2 separate regions of the Mus musculus genome follow, and region 2 is linked to region 1. The links are chromatin contacts, called in public Hi-C maps. All regions are on one chromosome and are shown on one strand. The core of a region is the stretch at or near the end of the contact, and the rest is flanking DNA. Distances in the headings are between cores, read along the strand shown. Region 1 overlaps Amer2 (APC membrane recruitment 2). Region 2 has its middle 110 kb from the start of Gm41166.

The links. Hi-C and Micro-C count contacts between places; a contact is called where the count stands out from the background.
Region 2: a Hi-C map of cerebellum shows a contact between it and region 1, with 2.0 times the contacts expected there. The contact joins two enhancer-like sites. A contact is called at or near these places in 1 of 39 promoter capture datasets (hippocampal neurons), 7 of 484 Hi-C or Micro-C datasets (bone marrow-derived macrophages, cerebellum, cerebral cortex and 3 more), 6 of 115 datasets of contacts at active chromatin or transcription factors (SST interneurons, bone marrow-derived macrophages, embryonic forebrain and 3 more) and 1 of 9 other capture datasets (pancreatic islet).

What each region holds. Positions count from the first base shown.
Region 1 is chr14:60,382,768-60,385,843 of GRCm38.p6, forward strand. Amer2 (APC membrane recruitment 2) reads left to right here. Exons shown (of 1, transcript NM_028113.4): 1 at 1-3,076. Among named protein-coding and RNA genes, the nearest start is that of Amer2, 6.6 kb to the left of the region's middle. Within about 2 kb of position 1,649, at least 30 of the 459 cell types and tissues checked have an H3K27ac peak or open chromatin away from gene starts, as enhancers often do. A contact at or near this core is called in cerebellum, where this site is marked.
Region 2 is chr14:60,516,611-60,519,686 of GRCm38.p6, forward strand. It overlaps a transcript of Spata13 not described here. Among named protein-coding and RNA genes, the nearest start is that of Gm41166, 110 kb to the right of the region's middle. Within about 2 kb of position 1,436, at least 4 of the 459 cell types and tissues checked have an H3K27ac peak or open chromatin away from gene starts, as enhancers often do. A contact at or near this core is called in cerebellum, where this site is marked.

The DNA.
Region 1 (3,076 bases), core at 399-2,898:
GGGCTTAGCTGTACATTCGCCCCTATGCCATCCTCTCTTTGCAAGTGAAGGAAAAATTTTATCTTCATTTCCCCTGGCAATTAATCACTTACCTAAGACCTCAAATGTTTAATTTATACTTTTTATCACACTTTTTTCTTCCTCTGATTTTTCTCCTTTACCCTGTTCGTTTAAGAACAGCAGCCGTGCCAGTCTAGTAAGGGCTTGATAATGAATTGAATGTCCCTAGCCATTAGCAGGTGGGATGGCGGTCAGCCTTCTCCAAACACAGAAAAGGGATCAGAGTTGCTTCCTTGTGCCAAGGGTTTATCTGTGTTTGCAAAAATATCTTCTAGATTTACACTCAAGTGTTTATGAATGTGTTATTGGATAGCCTTCTGAGGATTGGGCAGGCCTTTTTGCTATGGGTTTTTGGTTTTTTATTTGTAGAGAAAGGTCAGACATGAGCAAATGATGCATTCTTGGTATGTACAGTCCTAAGGTTCATTGGGTTGGCACTCTTTGGGCAAAGACCTGCCTAACATGAGAGCACAAGAAGCCAATTGTTAGGCAGGAATTTGTCAGTGTAATGGCTCTGCATAAGGCAGCCTGACTTTAATGTCTAACAGACACACACACACACACACACACACACACACACACACACAATATAAAGCCAACTTAGTTCTGCTTTAACTCTATTGGCAATAGAAGCCCTTATTCTCTCTCTCCGTCAGGGAGTGGGAGACATTTCCGTTTGCTACAGCATTTCAAAACATCCCAAGAGGAAATAAATTTTTATAACTTCACACAATAACAATGGAGTAAAGATCACTCCAACTTCCTTGAGATGCATTTTGCACAAAAGTTATCTGCCGACTGACACGCAAATAAATATAGGTTCCATATTTCGCATGTGCAGACGTCTAGCCCATCTTGAAAGGCTCCCTCACTCATCTCAGTTATTTTTGATTCCTTGAAATCAATATTCAAAGAGCCCTTCGCTGACTCAATTGTCAAGGTCAAAGGCCCTATCAAGTGTCAGGATGTCTCTGACCACACTTTCTGGGGTTTTTCTTGTTTCTATCTCTCCGGAGAAGCTTCTCACTGAGCGCGCTCTGGAGGTTGACTTGTGTGGCTGAATCTCTCCTATTTTGTTCATCCCAGTTGCTTGCTGCCCTGGGACAGTGAGATTATCCCCCTTCCTCTGTGGTTGGCCTTCTGGACCGTGCTAGCATGCTCCTCCCGTGCTTTCAACCGTTATAAATGCCTGGCTTGCTTTGGGAATGGGAGGACTTGGCTCACTGTGCTCGGCCTCTACTGAGACATCTTACACACTCTGCTTCCCTCATGGGTGCTTAAAAATTAACTCAAGAATTTCCAGTTGCCTCCCCCTGTTGCCAGGATGGCCAGTTAGAAGGCTCTGCATAAGAACTTCAAATACCACCCTAACCTTGGTCCCTCCCTTTCTCAGCCACCAAGAAAGGACTCCATTATTTGTGTAAATTCAGCCTTAGAAATTTCCCATTTACTACACAAAAATTTGTATGGACCAGCATGGGCAAGCGAGGTCTTAGCAAGGTGTCTCTTGGACGGTGTGTGGCAGAAAGGGGCCGCCCAGGAGCACCTCGGGGTGCTAGTGTGTCCTCATAGTGGTCATTGGTTGTGTCATCTGGCCCTGCTCTCAAGACTTTCAGTGGCTGTCAGTTCTTGAGTGAGTCTCTGGGGCCTTCTGCTCAGGTGATGGTTCAAAGGAAGTAGTGTGTTGCAACAATAGCCACCTAGAAAGGAAGTGATTGCTCCACCTGCACACAGGCGACGCCTTCAAAAGGTAGTCTGGGAATTGAATTACGGAGAGGAGTTCTCTTTTGAACTAAAACAGGGAAGATGAAAGTGTCACAAAGCCTCCAGCTGACAGACAGCAGCTTTTATGATATTGGCTTGAATCCAATGCAACCCATATCTCCAGGACGTGTACTGTATCCAATACTTAGTAATAATAATAATAAAAAGCACAGTTGGGGGCTTACATGTTGCTGTGCTGTTTTCTCAATAATCATTAAAACTCATCTCACCTTTGTATGTTTTGCTTATAGTTTGTATGTTGGAGTAGAGTGCGGGTCAATCAAGCCACATGAATGTTCTAAAACTCCTGTGTGGCCGTGCTCCTGGGGAGCACTGCTGAGAGTTACTCCACCCTATCCCCAGCCATGTGAGGTGAAATTGTCTCCCTGGTAGGACTTTAAATCAGACTTTTTGTTTCTTCTTCATTGCAGACTCTCTCTCCGTATCTCCTCCTTTCCCTAGTCTCTGGGGCAGGGCTATAAACTGTTTACTGTCCTGTGGGAGCACAATTGCTAAGAGCTGTTGAAACCATTGACTTCACTCCGATTCTAACAGGACAAGCCACCTCACGTCCAAACTGATGACGTTAGCTTTGTGTCATGCACAGGGAGACTGACAGCTCCCTGTTCCTCTGGGGTCCACAGGCAAACAATTTGCTTCCTTCTCTTTGGAGCATCCTCTCCAGCTAAGGATTAACATGGAAAGTACAGACAGAAGTCTCTTCTGTTGTCATGGCAACACTCCTTCCCTGATAAGATTTTGGCCATTCCAGGCACGCTTCACTTGTTTTCCTACCTTAAGCCTAGACTAGCCTTGTTCTGAGTATTCTGGGTTATTTTCATTGTAGTAAGAACGTTCAGTATGAAGTCTCTCCTTTTTAGTTGTCACGTGTACAATACAGTACTTGTGACCATAGGCACACTGCTTATGCTTATGCTTAGAGTTTATACATCCTGCAGTAACAGATACTTTATTGCTTGCTGACCAACAACTCCTCATGCCCCCTTCCAGCCCCTTACCACCAGCATTCCCCTCTCTGATTCTAGGAGTTAGACTGTTTTAGACACCTCAGAACAATGGGGACTGGTAGGTTCTGTGCTTTTATGATTTGCTCATTTCACTGAGCACAACATCTCCAGATATAACAGCCACTCTGTCATGTATTTAAGAGTTCTTCCTTTCTGAAAGCTGGCTCCATTGTACAGCAGGCAGGCATACTCCACTGAATGTGTCTGGTCACCTGTCAACAGAC
Region 2 (3,076 bases), core at 186-2,685, 130 kb after region 1:
TACTGGCACAGGAGAGATTGGTGGAATTTTGAATCTGCATCTTCTCCTGGGTTGGACATATGCAGTCTAATCCCCCCTCATTATGCCAGGCCACTGTGGCAGCAGCAGCCCCAGGCAGTGCCAGGATCCTGAGGGGATGTGGTTGATCATCTCCAGTGTGCTGTGCTCTAAAATCTGCTATACATTAGAGTATTCTATAAAGTCTCAGCCTTTGGAGTGTACAGGAGCCCCTGTCAGAGCGTGCCGGCTTCTCACTTCACTCATAGTTAATAAGGATGCATGAATTCCCACTTTAGAATCAAGGAATACAGTACTGACAAGTTGGGTAAAATCTGGGCCTCTGCTTTTTATCCACAACATGTAATGTGACCCTTGGCTAAGGAGTAAGCCCTCAAATTTAGAGGCAGTAGCTCACGTATGTAAAAAAAGAAAAAAGAAAAAAAAGTGGCCCCCTAATACTAGAAGAAAAATGGGGAGATGTTTCTGGTCCTGCCTCAGTTTCCATACACCCTTTATGAGAGACAATAACAAATGTTATTTTCTTCAGCACATGAGCAAGGAGAAGACATAGAAACTCTGCTCTGCTCTGTCTCACTGTAGTTTGGCACCATTTCTTCCTCCATCCCTTTCAAACAATGAGTAAAAGGCCGGCTAATGTGTGATGTCAACAGGGGTCTTAAGATAGTCTCTTGATCACCTTCAACTCTGATTCTGCACAGGCAGGAGTCAGGGCTGGTAGCTGTTATCCCAGGACCAGCCACCGGTACCAAACACTGTTGAGCGCTGCCCCAGCCCTTTCCAGGTAGGGGAAAGCCTGGTGTGATTCCTGCGAGTGGGCACTGACTCAACACACAACCAGAGTCATCCAGAGACAGAAGAGCCTGAGACGGGCCAACCGGCACATCACATCTGAAATGTGGTCCAGCCTTGGCTTGCTCAATTCTCCTTTATCATCCACTTTCCACAAAGGCTCTTCACACAGTCTCACAGTAGGAGGTCCTGGGCTCCAAAAGTCCCATACGTCTTTGCTTTGTGCCTCTTCCCTTCCTCTCTCTGTATTTCATTAACTGTAGGGAGCTATCTCCTCTTCTTGCCTTTCCTGATTTGTCATTTGTTGTCTTGATCTTGCCTGTGATTGAGAGGAAATCCTAGAGAATCCTGGGTCCTGAACTCTGTGCCCCAGAACTTAGCTGTAGGGCAGCCACGAATGTTCCCAGCAGTCAGCTTTCCGAGAAACGCAGCCTTCTGGTCACCATCATGGTCCCCACCAAGAGAGGACAGAAGGAAGATTGAAGGAGACTTAGGGCGACCGTGTGGGGCCCATGAATCTTTGTGTTACAGGAGCATTTCCAATGAACATCTCAGCTACAGTTTTCTCTAACCCTTTGCTAAGACCCACTCAACAGGAAATCTCCCAGACAGACTTGAGATGCTGAGTGGCTAGACCAGATGGCCGGTGCAGGGGCCTGTGGCTCACACAGCTGAACCGCGCAGCAGGGCTCTGATCCTGGAGAAGCAGCCTTAGAAAGAACACAGCGTTGCGTTCATTGCCGAAAGCTTGATCCTGGTGTGAACCGTGGAGTTCTGTGAGATGGAGCCACTGGAAATTCACTGGTGATTCCATTCTCAGAGAGATTAGCGGAGTTCTCACGGGAGAGTGCTAGCTGGTTCCCACAGGAGTGAGCTGTAAGAGAACAAGCTCTTCCATGGTGCCACCCAGCACCATGCCATTCCCACAGACTGAACAGTCTTGGCTTTGGGCCCTCATGACGACAAACAAAATAAACCACTTTCCTTGCTGGGCTTGACAGGGTGGGCATGGCTTTCATCCATGCAGAAGGAAGAGGCAGGAGGATCTCTGTGCCTGGTCTATACAGTAAGCTCCAGGATGGCTAGGTCTACCTATCGAAACCTTATCTTAAAATAAATAAATAAATGGAGGAGGAGGAGGAAGAGGAGGGAAGAAAGCCTGCAGTCAGGCAGGCAAACAAGCAAACAAGCAAGGAAAAAAAAAGTCTTTTTTTATGAAGTATTCAGTTCCTGGTATTTTTTTTTTAAGCAACAACAACAAAATGGCTTATAAATAAGGAATTGCACATATCACAAACTTTTATTTTTCAAGTCAGAAGAGTAGAACGTCTGAGACTATGGGAGGTTAAGTCCTGAAAGTGGCAGGTGGCTGAGCCAAGAGGAGTCCATGCCTTAACCACAGCACACTGAGTGGTATTGGAGAGTTCTGAGAGTGTTGGACAGAGAGACGGATCCGACTACCCAGAAGTCAGGTGTAACACCACCTCTGGGTTCTAAGGCCCAGTGAGAGTAGGAAAGGCAGATGACATTGAGAGCCTTCAGCCTCTGGAAGACAGGCAGATGCCGCCATCTGGCCCAGTGAGAGAAGACACAAAGACACAAAGCCAGGCAAGCACCCACTGTCCCTTCTCTGTGAGGAGGAAGTGCCTGGGGGAACGCCAGCCAGGTCTGCTCCGCTGTGGATACAAATTGTAGCAAGGGAGAGAAAGGAGCCTCTGGGCTTTGAACTTGAAACCCTGCAGTAGGTTATATTGTTACTCTCTGGATTTGTTACATTGTTTCTCTCTTTGTTATAATTCCTGTCCTGGCTAAGCTTTTATTTTTAATTTGGCACAACCCAGAGTCACCTGGGGAAGAAGGAACCTAGCTGAGGAGCTGCCCAGAGCAGACTGCTCGTAGCCATGGCTCTGAGAGACTGTACCAACAGATGCTTAACATGGAGGGCCCAGCCCGCCGTGTGTAGCACTGTACCTAGCAGGCAGGCAGTCTAGGGTGTATGAGAAAGCTGAGAGTTAGCTAGTACGCAGTGTTTTCTTGTGTTTCTGCTTTAGTTCCTCCAAAAGTCCCTGCCCTGGCCTCCCTCAAGGACAGACCTGCAAGTGTAAACTAAATCAAGCCTTTCTTCTTCAAGTTCTCTTGGTCAGTGTTTAATCACAACGGGGAGGAGAGCACACAAGAGCAACTCCTTTTACATTCCCTATTTTTGAGGTTAGGCTATGGTTGGCCAATCACAAGCAATTCTTCAGAAAAGACTATAGCATAAATG